Regions from separate parts of the Mus musculus genome. Here region 2 is linked to region 1. A link is a contact called in public promoter capture Hi-C data. All regions are on one chromosome and are shown on one strand. Each heading gives the region's core, a stretch centred on a gene start, on an enhancer-like site or on the middle of the called end of the contact. The rest is flanking DNA. Distances are from core to core; before and after follow the strand shown. Region 1 holds the start of Ovch2 (ovochymase 2). Region 2 holds the start of Tub (tubby bipartite transcription factor).

The links. Promoter capture Hi-C pulls out the DNA fragments that hold promoters and counts their contacts.
Region 2: a promoter capture Hi-C map of second pharyngeal arch cranial neural crest shows a contact between it and region 1, with 4 times the contacts expected there. The contact joins the promoter of Tub here to the promoter of Ovch2 in region 1. A contact is called at or near these places in 7 of 39 promoter capture datasets (the C10 cell line, cranial neural crest, embryonic stem cells and 3 more) and 1 of 9 other capture datasets (liver).

What each region holds. Positions count from the first base shown.
Region 1 is chr7:107,799,239-107,804,935 of GRCm38.p6, reverse strand. It overlaps Ovch2 (ovochymase 2), which reads left to right and starts at 3,757. Exons shown (of 16, transcript NM_172908.3): 1 at 3,757-3,844. The coding sequence starts at 3,757.
Region 2 is chr7:109,007,570-109,013,506 of GRCm38.p6, reverse strand. Tub (tubby bipartite transcription factor) reads right to left here and starts at 2,627. Exons shown (of 12, transcript NM_021885.4): 1 at 2,369-2,627. The coding sequence starts at 2,406.

The DNA.
Region 1 (5,697 bases), core at 2,508-5,007:
CCTGTTTGGTTGTGTTTTCCTATAATTCTTTAAGGGATTTTTGTGTTTCCTCTTTAAGGGCTTCTAGCTGTTTATTGTATTCTCCAATATTTCTTTAAGGGAGTTATTCATGTCCTTCTTAAAGTCCTCTATCATCATCATGAGATATGATTTTAAATCAGTCTTGCTTTTCCAGTGTGTTGGGGTATCCAGGACTTGCTGTGGTGGGAGAACTGGGTTCTGATGATGCCAAGTAGTCTTGGTTTCTGTTGCTTATGTTCTTGCCCTTGCCTCTCACCATCTGGTTATCTCGGGTGTTAGCTGTTCTTGCTGTCCCTGACTGTGGGTTTTCCCTCCTGCAAGCCTGTGTGTCAGTACTCTGGGAGAACAGTTTTTTCTGGAGGAAATTTGCGTATGGAGAGCTGTTTCTTGGTTCCTGTGTCCTGATGGCTCTAGGCAGAAGTGGTGGTCTTACCTGTAATTACAGGTGTGTCGGTACTCTTAGGAGACCAGCTCTTTCCAGATGGTATTTGGATATAGAGTGCTATGGCACAGGATCAGTTCTGGGAGCAGATGGAAACTGAAAGGATCCTGTCCTAGGCAGTTCCTCATTTCCTGTCACCTGAGGGCTCTGCAATGAAGGGTCCCTCTGAGCAGAAGTGGTGGTCTTACCTGTGGTCACAGGCTTGTCAGCACTCCTGGAAGACCCACTCACTCCCAGTAGTATTTGGTTATGGAGCGCTGTGGCACAGGATCAGTTCCGGGTGCAGATGGAAACCTGAAGGATCCTGTCCCAGCTGCTCCTTGGTTTCTGTGTCTTGAGGGTTCTGGGCTTGTGTGTGCACTCTTACAAAAAGAGAAAAAAAAAGTTTTCATTTTTCAGTCTAGAGTTCAGTTTGTTATTCTGTGACCCTGGAAAAGAACAGTAGGTCTCAGCTCATAGATCTCCTTTAGGTTCTTCAATCTTGAACATTCCAGGTCTAAGTGACATCTTTCTGCACTTCTGGACATTAGTAGTACACAAAATTTAGATAGGATGTAATAGCATTTGGAGTCAGGAGGGCTATGAGCCAAGTTACTCTGAAAAGCTATTGAAAAAACACAAAAGACTGTTAAAAGCACACAAGAGCTCTTGTTATCAAAGAAAGATTGAGGTTTGAATTATGGCTTAAGCAATGATTAACTGCCTATATTTTGGGGACAATATCACACCCAAATTAACATTGGCGTGTTTGTGAAGTTCAACTATTAGCTTCAGAATTAAAGCATGTGTGGACAAAGTTTCAATCAGGAATTTTATTTTCCATCTTTGTATAAACATTTTCTATGTAATAAGCAATCACAAATTTGAAAGGTTAAAAATATTTTATTCATTACTAAATGGAAAATGTATGTTGTACCCATCCTCTAAAAGCTCAGGGTTCATTGTGGAAGAGAGGGTGGAAATAATATAACACCTAGAGATGGTGTATAACTATGAGTAGCCTATCTGCTGGATACAACAGAAGTTTCACATATGAACTTACAGTAGTCATTCCAGCATACACAAGACCTGTACATCCTCAAACTAGACCAAACAACATCATGTATAGGGAAGTTGGACATGAAGCAAAGGAGCCATTGGTAACTGATAGACATTAGGAGAGAGTCAGTTTTCTCTGAGAATGTATCCCCTTGTAAGTCAACTATGCCCCAAAGGAAAGGAACACATCCAACAACATTTGGGCAGCACAAATTAGTGTTGGTAGGTTTTGAAGAAAAAATAAGAATACAAGGTGGGGAAGTTGGAAAGTAGGGATAGATCTGGGAAGATTTTCAGAGGAGGGGTGATGAATATGATCCAATTCCCAAATAACTAATGACTACTAAAAATGTTTTCAATTATAATAGCACTTAAAGAGAAAGAAATCTAAACAATAAAGTTGAATTGCATTAAAGACAGAAATAATTATTTTGCATTTATATTTGTGTGTGTGTTAATTCATAAATTTAGTTTATGTAACTGGAAATTTCATCATAAAGGAGTTAGGAGGCTTTTAGCTTGACATTTGCTATATTTGAATATGTGATTTCTAGGAAGTTCACAGAAGCATTTCGTGTTTCCTACATGGTTATGACCCTGCCAATCCACATACATTTCTTGCACATTATGTGTCTTAGTTGGGGTTTCTATTGCTATGATAAAATATCATAACCAAAAGCAACTTGTGAAGGAAAATATTTATTTCATGTTATAGCTTGTAGTCATTTCTTCATCCAGGTAAAACAGATCAGGAACTCAAGCAGAAACCTGGAGACAGGAATTAGTGCAGCAGCCATGGAGAAGTGGAGCTCTCTTGCTCCTCATGGCTTATTCAGCCTTTCTTATACTGTCCTGGACAAGCTGCCCAGGTGTACACTGCCCACAGTGAGCTGGACCCTCCCACAACAATGGTAACCTTAGAAAATGCACCACAGACTAGCCTCTAAGCAAAGCTTCTAAGGCATTTTTTTTTCAATTGAGAGTCCCATGTGTCAAGCTGATATAAATCTAGCCAGCACAACGTGCCAAGAAATTCAGCCAGGAAAGAGGAAAATGTGGAAGTAATTATAGCCACTTTTTGTGTCTAGACATCTACAAGGTACAGAAGTGAAGATTGTTAGCCTTCTAGAATACTTTTTTCATGGGGGGAAATGAAACTTCACAAACACGCCAATGAACAGCATCCTAAAATCCTAAGAGTCTGTAGCAGTATGTATTATGGAATGTGCTACTGCATTAGGGTTTTTTTCTCCTCTTCCTCACTAATACATGCTAATGCGGTTACACTTGGAAAAGAACGGGAGTAAAGTGTTTTAGTACATTCTGGTGGGCTGTTTGCAAACAGCTAAGAATATCTACCCTTGCAAAGGGACAATGTTGATATTTGTTGTGTAGCAAATCCTTAGGAAATAAAACATTTTATCATGGAAAGAACCTCCTTAAGACTTAGGATATTGTAAAGGGAGCCTAGTTAAGGCTCAAGAAGTAAACAAAGATATTATGAAGTCAGTGAAACTAGTAAGATTCATTAGGTCTCTCTCTAGCATATGTAAGCAGTAAAGACTGCTGAAATACAATCTTGGATCCACTGAGCTGTCTAGAAAAGACTCAAACCAACAAAACTGCCTACAAAGGACACTTCAATTTGTTCAACTGTCTACAGACTATATTGTGCTCTAGGTCTCAATCTTTTATAATTTGTCACCCATGCTGGAGTAGGCTTTTGTTAATGCACTGTCTTTGAGTCATTTCAGCTCCTGTGACTAACCCCTCATCCATAGTCCTGTAAGTAATGCCAATAAAATACATTGGTTCACCAAGTTGGATATTGGTGGTATCCTTACTTTAATCTGTTCTCAATTACCTATCAGGGATAAGTACACAGTTGTTTGCATCTTGCTAGAAGTATTACACACAAATATTTAATCCTCTTACAGAAAAAGGAGCAAGTAACAATCACAACAAAACCTCAAACACAAACCACTTTGCTAAGCCAGGAACACTGGAGGAAGCAACTTATTGATGTAGGTGGAATAGAATGTTATGCTGCTCAGTCAAGACTTCAGTTTTGTAGTTGATTCCCCACATCTAACAAAAAACATTTTCAAGAAACCACATGCAAAGACATCTTATGCCTCCAGTCTCAGTTAATAAATAAGCTTGTTTTAAGTTGGATTATTGCTATTCTTCCAAAGCTTGCTGCCTTTGTTTCCTTCAGCCTCTCTACGTTTCAGGAGGAAGCGTTGAATCTCAACATGCCTATCAGCAAGGACAAGCTGATTTTAATATTAGGAATGGTCTGCTTGGAACAAGGTCATTCTGAAACCCTTTCCTCCATAAGAAGTAAGTTTCAAATTAAGTGTATAACTACTTTCGGTTTTGTTTGGTTGGTTGGTTTGTTTTGTTTTTTGTCTGGTGGGATCACTCTTGCAGCAAATCAGAGTAACGTCTCCACCTCTTGTTCCCTTGGGAATACAAGAGAAGCAAATTACTTCAGAAATGTAATTGGTTCTCAAAAATATTTCTCTGGAATTTTCTCCTGTGATAAGCATATGGAATTGAAATAATATGAAATAAATATAAACAGTTGTAGGGACCCTAAGTATTTTCTCCTAGTTTTACCAACTGACCTAGGATTGGCCACTTATTTGGAAGCATTACACAACCTGGTATTCTTCCATGGAGCAAATTCTGGGAGATCAGAACAGGTTTGGAAGTATTTAGAATCTTCAGGGAAATTATCCTAATAACCATATGATGCATGCTCACTGACATATAGTATAAATATTTTTGCATTGATTATAATGAGCTTAAAACAGTTGTTGGCAAGCTTGTCTGTAGTCGGACTTGTGCCAGCCCAGAGAATCAACATGTTTTCTGTCTCTGCTTCAGTGACTTCAGGTAATACTAAATTTTATGTCTAGCAGATTTATGACTCATCCATCTGAAGCAGCTGGAACAGCTTTTGATCATACATGCAATGGGCTCAGAATGAAACCACAATTGGTCGTTTCATGTTTTGCTGTTATTAGATACAGGTCTCATTGATTTTTAGTTTTCACGTCTTCTACATGAAGATGAAAGTCCTTTTTTCAGGCAATGTGTGGGGATTAAGAAATAAATTATATGGGAGAGCTTTATATGCTTTAAAGACGATCTAAGTAGCTCTCCTCTTAAGGATATAGTCCCAAGAAAAGTCATGTGCTCAATCAGCCATGCTTTCAGGTGTAACTTGTAAGCCAGGAACTGTGCTAGACCTTAGAAGTGTGTATGCATAGGACCCACATTCCTAAGTATCTCACTGAAGAATTCTGTAGTCCAATGAGGGAAGGAGACAATTTACTCTCATAACATAGCTTGGAAAGAACTGTTAAAGGGGAACAGGGAGTGGAGAGAAAGAGTGCTATATTGTGGGAGAGATCCAGGTCCCAGTTTGAAGAAATCAAGGAAGACTTTTCAGATGAAGTGGTAGTAAGCATTCAAAGAGCCATCTAGGTGAAGAAGCTCAGTGATAATGATGGAGAGTTTTATATGCACTCTTGGAAACTTCATAGGAAAAAATAACCTCAAGAGAAACAAATTCAACACAGAATTGCACAGTGTAATTAAACAAATTTAAACTCACCCCTTACTTAAGAAGTCAAAAGCCCACATAAATGCACACATATTGAAGTGTTGTCGGGGATGAAGGCTTTCTTGTTAAGTTATGTCTTCTCTTTACCTGACAGGCACCTGTCTTAACACCAGTGTGTGAATTAAAACTATCATCATACCACTGTTCCTGAACAATGTATTTTTTGCCCTATAGTAAATCTAATTAAATTTCTTCATATCTAACTGTGTGGCAGGCATGCATTAAAGACTCAGTCTCATAGGCAGAGCAGAGAGAGAGAGAGATAGACACAATTAAAAACTAGGACAGACTACAGCATCATCCATAAGTTAACTAAGCAACTCTGCATATGTGAATTTGTAATTCCATTGTGCCTATGCTAGATGTGATGTTACACACCTGTAATCCAAAAGCAGACTTCCAAAAGCAGAGGCAGGGAAAACATGAACTTAAGGTCATCCTGAGCTCCATATTGAAATGAAATTCTCTCACAAAGAAAAGGAAGGAAGGAAGAAAGGAAGGGAGGGAGGGAGGGAGGGAGGGAGGGAGGGAGGGAGGGAGGGAGGGAGGAAGGTATCCCCAT
Region 2 (5,937 bases), core at 1,378-3,877, 1.2 Mb before region 1:
AGGCAAAGCACGTGTATGCATGCTGCCCCCTGCCTAGCTGCCAAGAACTGTGCTTTGTCTTCTGTCCCAGTTTTCTGCCACCAGACAGACCTGTGGCTTTGCCTGCAATCCACAGCCTAGTGATGCAAAGGGCCATTTGGATCGCCTCTCAGCACAGGTCTTCCCTACTAGGAAGTCTATTCCCAAACCCAGTGCTTTTCCAGGCTCTGCGCATGCTCAGAAAGACTGAACAGGGCAGAGGAGGCTCCTCCTGATGGCAGCCCACCCCCAGCTGAATACCCACTCTCCCCACTGCACAGAACAAGAAGGCAGGTGACAGGAAGGGAGAGAGGAAGCAGGGTGGGCCACAGGGTGCCAAGCTGCCTTCAGGGCTAGGCTTCCAGGGTGGCAGGATTCTGTGCTTTCAGCTGAGTGTGGGAGGGAGAATGGGGGATGGTTAGGCTTAGGCTGGGTTGAGTGCCAATCACCCATTTCAGGATATCAATGCCCTGGGCACTTGCAATAGAGTTCTCAGAGATAATCCTATCTCCCAGAGGTCTCTTTTCCTAGGCGCAGACTAAACCCTCTTAGCTTGAGGTAGATTTTTTTTTTTTTCTCTACAAGCTTTGCAAGTTGCTTTAGTCCTTGGGTCCCTGGTAGAATCAGTCTTGAACCATAACCAGCCAAGCCTTCCATTTTGCAAAACCTAAGCACAGCATTATTGCCACAGTCACAGTGTAGCCTGTGGCTGGCCACTACCCAACAACTGATCTCCTTGAAGATACTTCCACAGCACTATTGTCTGTTCAGTCCATAGGCACTGCCTTCCACCTCTGCTGGCAGACAAATGGTCAGAGATACTCTGTAAGGCTGCACATGAGTCAAGAAAATACCAGAATGGCCTCAGCACTATCTGCACCCTCATCCTGGATATATGTCAAGGGCACATAGTCTTCTGAGTTAGTACAACTCAGGCCCCAGTTCCCAATTGGAGGTTTCTCCCTTATCCATGTGAGACTGAGGTGTGGGCTCACATGTCTGCAGGAGCCTGTGTATGACTCTCTGTCTACATGTGTCTCTGTGTGTGTTGGTGGTAAGACAGAAAATAACTCAAAAAGCCCCCACAGAGGCTGAGCTCAGAGGCAATAATTATTCTCGAGAAAAAATCGCTGAATTCCCAGGCCTATGACAGGTGCCTGTTGGTAGAAAGACCCGCTTTTAACAAGCTTCAGGCAGTTCGAGCTGGTTTCTAATTGGGGTTCTGTCTGGACCGACTCTTTGGAAGGACTCTGTCAGGATCACTTTCCTTCATGGGCTATGTGGGTCCTGAGTGTCTGATTCTGCAAACCAACAAATGTGCACCTGGGTCAGCAATAAAAAGTGGGTCTTAGCAGTCCAGCTCCCTTTTTACACACATGCCTCTTCAGGAGGCTTTAGAGACAGCCCGGTAGCCCATGGCAACTAGAGAGCCAATGAGTGGCCACGGATGTGGCGCTGCTATGGCAATGAGCTCTTTTCCCTGGTAATAGAATTGAGTAGTGGATGGAGAAAGGCCTGCACCTGTGTGAGGCTGGAGACCACCCCTCCCCCACCACCCACACAAGAAAACCCGAGTCTCTCTTAGGTCTGCCCAACCAAGTATCCAGGAACAGGAGGTTGGTCAATGCTCTTGAGTGCACGTGAGCGTGTGTGAGAGCAATTCTCTGAATTGTGAGCTAGTTCCACTAACAAGCATCTCTGAAAGGTACTGAATAGTACTTATGAGTAGGTAATACGGTGTATTCCTATACGCACAGATTTGAATGTATGCACCTGTGCAGCCCCCAAATTAAGGTCTACTGAGATATATGGGTACATGTAAGCTGCCATGTGGCCTGGGTTCTAACCATCTCAGCAAATCCATGCTTTGGGGATATGAACTGAACAGCAGGGACATATTTGGCCCAGCGCGCAGATGCTCTGTTTGTGTGCAAGCGTGAAGATGCAGGGATGTGTGCGCACAAGCTATCCAGACGCATGTCCTGGGTGCTGGGCCTAGGGGGCGGCTGGCTCACAGCAGTTCCTTTCTCCATGTGCCACCCGACTCAACAAGGCTAGAGATCTTTTAAGAAGCTTTGGGTGTTGAGAAGGGTGGAAAAGGGCAGGTGGCTTTGAGGCCCTCAAAGTTGGGATGGAAAAGCCCGGCACCTCCAACCCGCGCTCCCGGTGTTGGAAAGGAGACTGAGGGAGCAGTACCCTGCCTCCAGGCCAGATGGCCCCGACCGACGCTGCATCCCGACTCGGAGGATGGTGGGTGCCCTGGCTGCGCGCTCCCGTCCTCCTCCCCGCCCTCAGCGTTGGAATGGGGGTCCGAACATGCCCTGGAGCCGGGGAAGCCGGGCCCGCGTACCTGTAAGGAATCCAGTCGGAATGCGGCTTGGAAGTCATGTCTCCCGGGGGCGGGGCGGCGGCTGCGGCTCCGGTGGCCGGGACCGCTCGGGGCTGGCGCGGGGACCCTGCTCAACTCTCGGGCCGCCCCGGGCCGCATCCTCCCCGGCCCGACCGCTGGGCCCCGCCGAGGCCCTCTCTGCACGCCAGGGCCCCGGCCGCGGGCTCCCAGAACGGTTGTCTGTGCGCGGTGCAGCGCTCGGGAGAGGCGGCGGGAGTGCGCGGGGCACCGGGAGCGCGCGGGCTGGAGCGCGCCTGAGGCGGGAGAGGCAGTCCGCACCGCAGGCGCCGGGTCTCGCGCCCCAGGCTGAGCCCTGCGTGGCAGCCGCCGCCCCGCCCCTGGCCCCGCCTCGACGGAGACCCCACCCTGGCCGGTGGATGCAGACCGCGCGGGATGCCCACTCTCTGCCGGAAGGATGCTGTCACCTAGCCTCAGTTTCTCCCTCTAGGACCTCAGCTATCCCTCAGTCCTTGACTATCTCAGATTTACCCTGGACTCAACTCAGGGAGCCTCTGGTCTGAGTACTGACTGAGTCCCTGTTTCCTTCTCAACTTCCCATTTCATGTGCCTGCCTCCATAACCTTCTGATCTTTAGTTAAGTAAACGGTGTTTCCTCTGCCTGGGTCATTCTTTTGGACCTTACGCTTCCCATCCACGTTTCCACAACCAAGGGAAGAGTTCTGTTTACGGTTGCACTCCAGGTCCTTAGAAAGTTGGAGCATTAGCGGGCACAACAGCTTTGACAAGCAAATATTTTATCCCTATTTCCCAGGGAATGAAGTCTGAGAAATGGCTTGACCGAAGGGCAAGGAACAAGGAAGTGTTGGAGCTGAAGTTGAACCAGGGTCTCTCATCTCTCAAAGCCCTTTTGGAGGGCAGCAAAATCTCAAGAAAGATCCTCCTAACCTTGAATGCTGCTGAGATGGCTGTACAGAGGACCTACATTTAATAACAGGCAGGGGAGGGAAAGATGGAAGATCCATAATAGGGCTAGATGGAAGAAGGGAGAGGCCAGGTATCCAGCAACGTAGGAGGCTGGAAGGCCAGCCTGAACCTCATAATGGGGATCAGGGAAGGGACTACTGATGAACACAGACCCTATACACTCCTCAAGTGTACCTTAGGCTCAGCAGCACCGGATATGCAGTAGAGCCTCCATGGAGAGATATTCTGGCAGCACTGGGAGGAGTGTGGTAATGACCCCCATGTTTAGGGTGGGTCTCATCTTACTGCCCTGGAGCCAAGCCAGAACCTGCCCCTGGGGCTTATTCCAGCTTCTCAGCCTTGTCTGACCCATAAACTACAAATACAATAATGATGATATATGGACTGCTTGGTGAGCTATCAGGGGTTGGGGCTTTGTTAGGTGAGATTTAAATAACTTCATTAACGACTGGCCTAGGAACTGTATATATATATATATAGATAAATAGATAGATAGATAGATAGATAGATAGATAGATAGATAGATAGATTTTTTTTTCAGCAGAGGAAATGAAGCACAGAGAAGACAAGCACAATGCTCAAGGCTGCACAGGTAGTCCTCGGTGAAGCCAGCATTCACATACTAACTCCCAGTCCACAGTCTCCATCCTCTGCTTCCCAGTAGTCCATGTGCTGTGCATGTGTTTACTCTTAAATCCTTATCTGTCTAGAGTGAGATCTTAGCTCCCCAAACCCTGTTCACTTGGGTTATTTATTAACCTCCTAAGGGCTATTACTGTCATACTGGACCTCCCAAGAAAATCTCCCAAGAGTAGGGTGCAGTGTAAAGCTGCTGCCTGGTCTTCAGAGCAGCAGAGGGCTAGTTTGTCCCTCCTTCCCTGGAAGCCAGAGGACAGCAGCAAAGCTACTCCCCCAGAGGCTGCTGTCCTTTAGGCCGAAGACCTGAAAAAAGGGTGTATGAGAGGCACTGACCCCTAAACTCCCTGTTGTCCATTCCACCTCTGACAAAGTTATAATTATTTGCTATCTACCTCTGTAGGATGACAAGCGTCTGGAAGACTTCCCCATCAATACTTTGCGGCTGTCTTTTCCCCTTTCTTTCCAAATTCTCTGACACCTTAATGCAATCAGAATTAAGTTGGAAGGTCTCTGGAGCCTGAAGTAATTGAATCTATTAAACAGACACTCCTGGCTCTGTCCTAAGGGAGCAAGATCTGGAGGTAGAGTGAGGTGCAGAAATGAGATGCTTTCCATGGCTTCTTTTTCTGCATGGGCTATGTGAGCATGTGGGATTCAGAAGAGCCGGGAAGCCTGCCAGTGCATGGATGAGTGTGTGTGTACCCAAGAACATGTATGTACATGAGATGTGGGAGGACCAAGAACCTGTATGCTATGGGGAAGCCAAGGATTTGTAGGCCAGTGCATATTTTGTGTGTGTGTGTGTGTGTGTGTGTGTGATATTCAAGAGAAAGGGGAAATGTGTTGCTGTTTCATGACTAAGTATGTACACATGAGATATGAAAAGCTATTGGAGACTCAGTCAGTATATATGGTGGGGAGAGGGAGGGAGGGAGGGAGAGAGAGAGAGAGAGAGAGAGAGAGAGAGAGAGAGAGAGAGAGCGAGCATCGGAGTCTGTGAGCCCCTCTACAGACAAAGAAGATCTGCACAAGAATGTTGGTGAGATATGTTTTTTAGAAACTGGTGGCAGGGTAGGATCTGGATGTTCTACAGGGTTTGTAGTGTTCACACTCAACTCACAACTCGTGGAGGGTTTCCCACTTGAATGATGACATCACTGGCTCACTTTTTTAGTTAACCCCAGTGGCTGAATCAAAGGGATGCTCTGGAAAGCCATATACAGAACATTATAGTTGACTGCCGACTAAACATTATACATTCTTACAGTTGAGTTATATAAGTGACTTTGAAGAAGGTCATAAGCTTTTCAAATTTATCCCCAGGAACAAGGTCATCTCTACTTAAACCCTTTTACGCAGTAAGCCCGAGATGCCTTCCTCACCACTGGTCTAAATACCGTTAGCATGGGGTATTTGCTGGTATTTTAAATTCTTGTTATACTGTAGGCATTTTTTAAAAAGACAAACTGGAGTCAGTCTGTAAGGGGGTGTGCCACCTAAGCTTGAGGACCCCAGTGCCAGCTCTCCTCAGCAAGATCCATTCCCCCAGATAAGAAGACCTGCCATGTAGAGTCCTACATCATCTATGCTTAGTTCAACAGTTTATGAAACGAGGCCACCTCTTTCAACTGTGGAAGCAAAGGGGTATGAATAATAAATGAATATGTGCACAGGCTGAACTCTGCCTTGTGGCTTGGCATTGTGATCCTGCAGTCTGGCAAAAGCAATTCAAATCAATCAGATGTCTACTAGACATTACCAGGTGTAAGGCTGATGCAGGGGTTGGTGGCTGTGGCAGGGATAAGGGGCAAGACCGCTCTCAGGAAATTTTCACTCTGGCAGTATAAACAGGGAAAAATGATGACTATAGCAGTAACTGAGTGCTTGCAAGAGTAGACCAGAGGAGGGACAGTCAATGAATTTGGAAGTAGGAAGATCTTCTATGT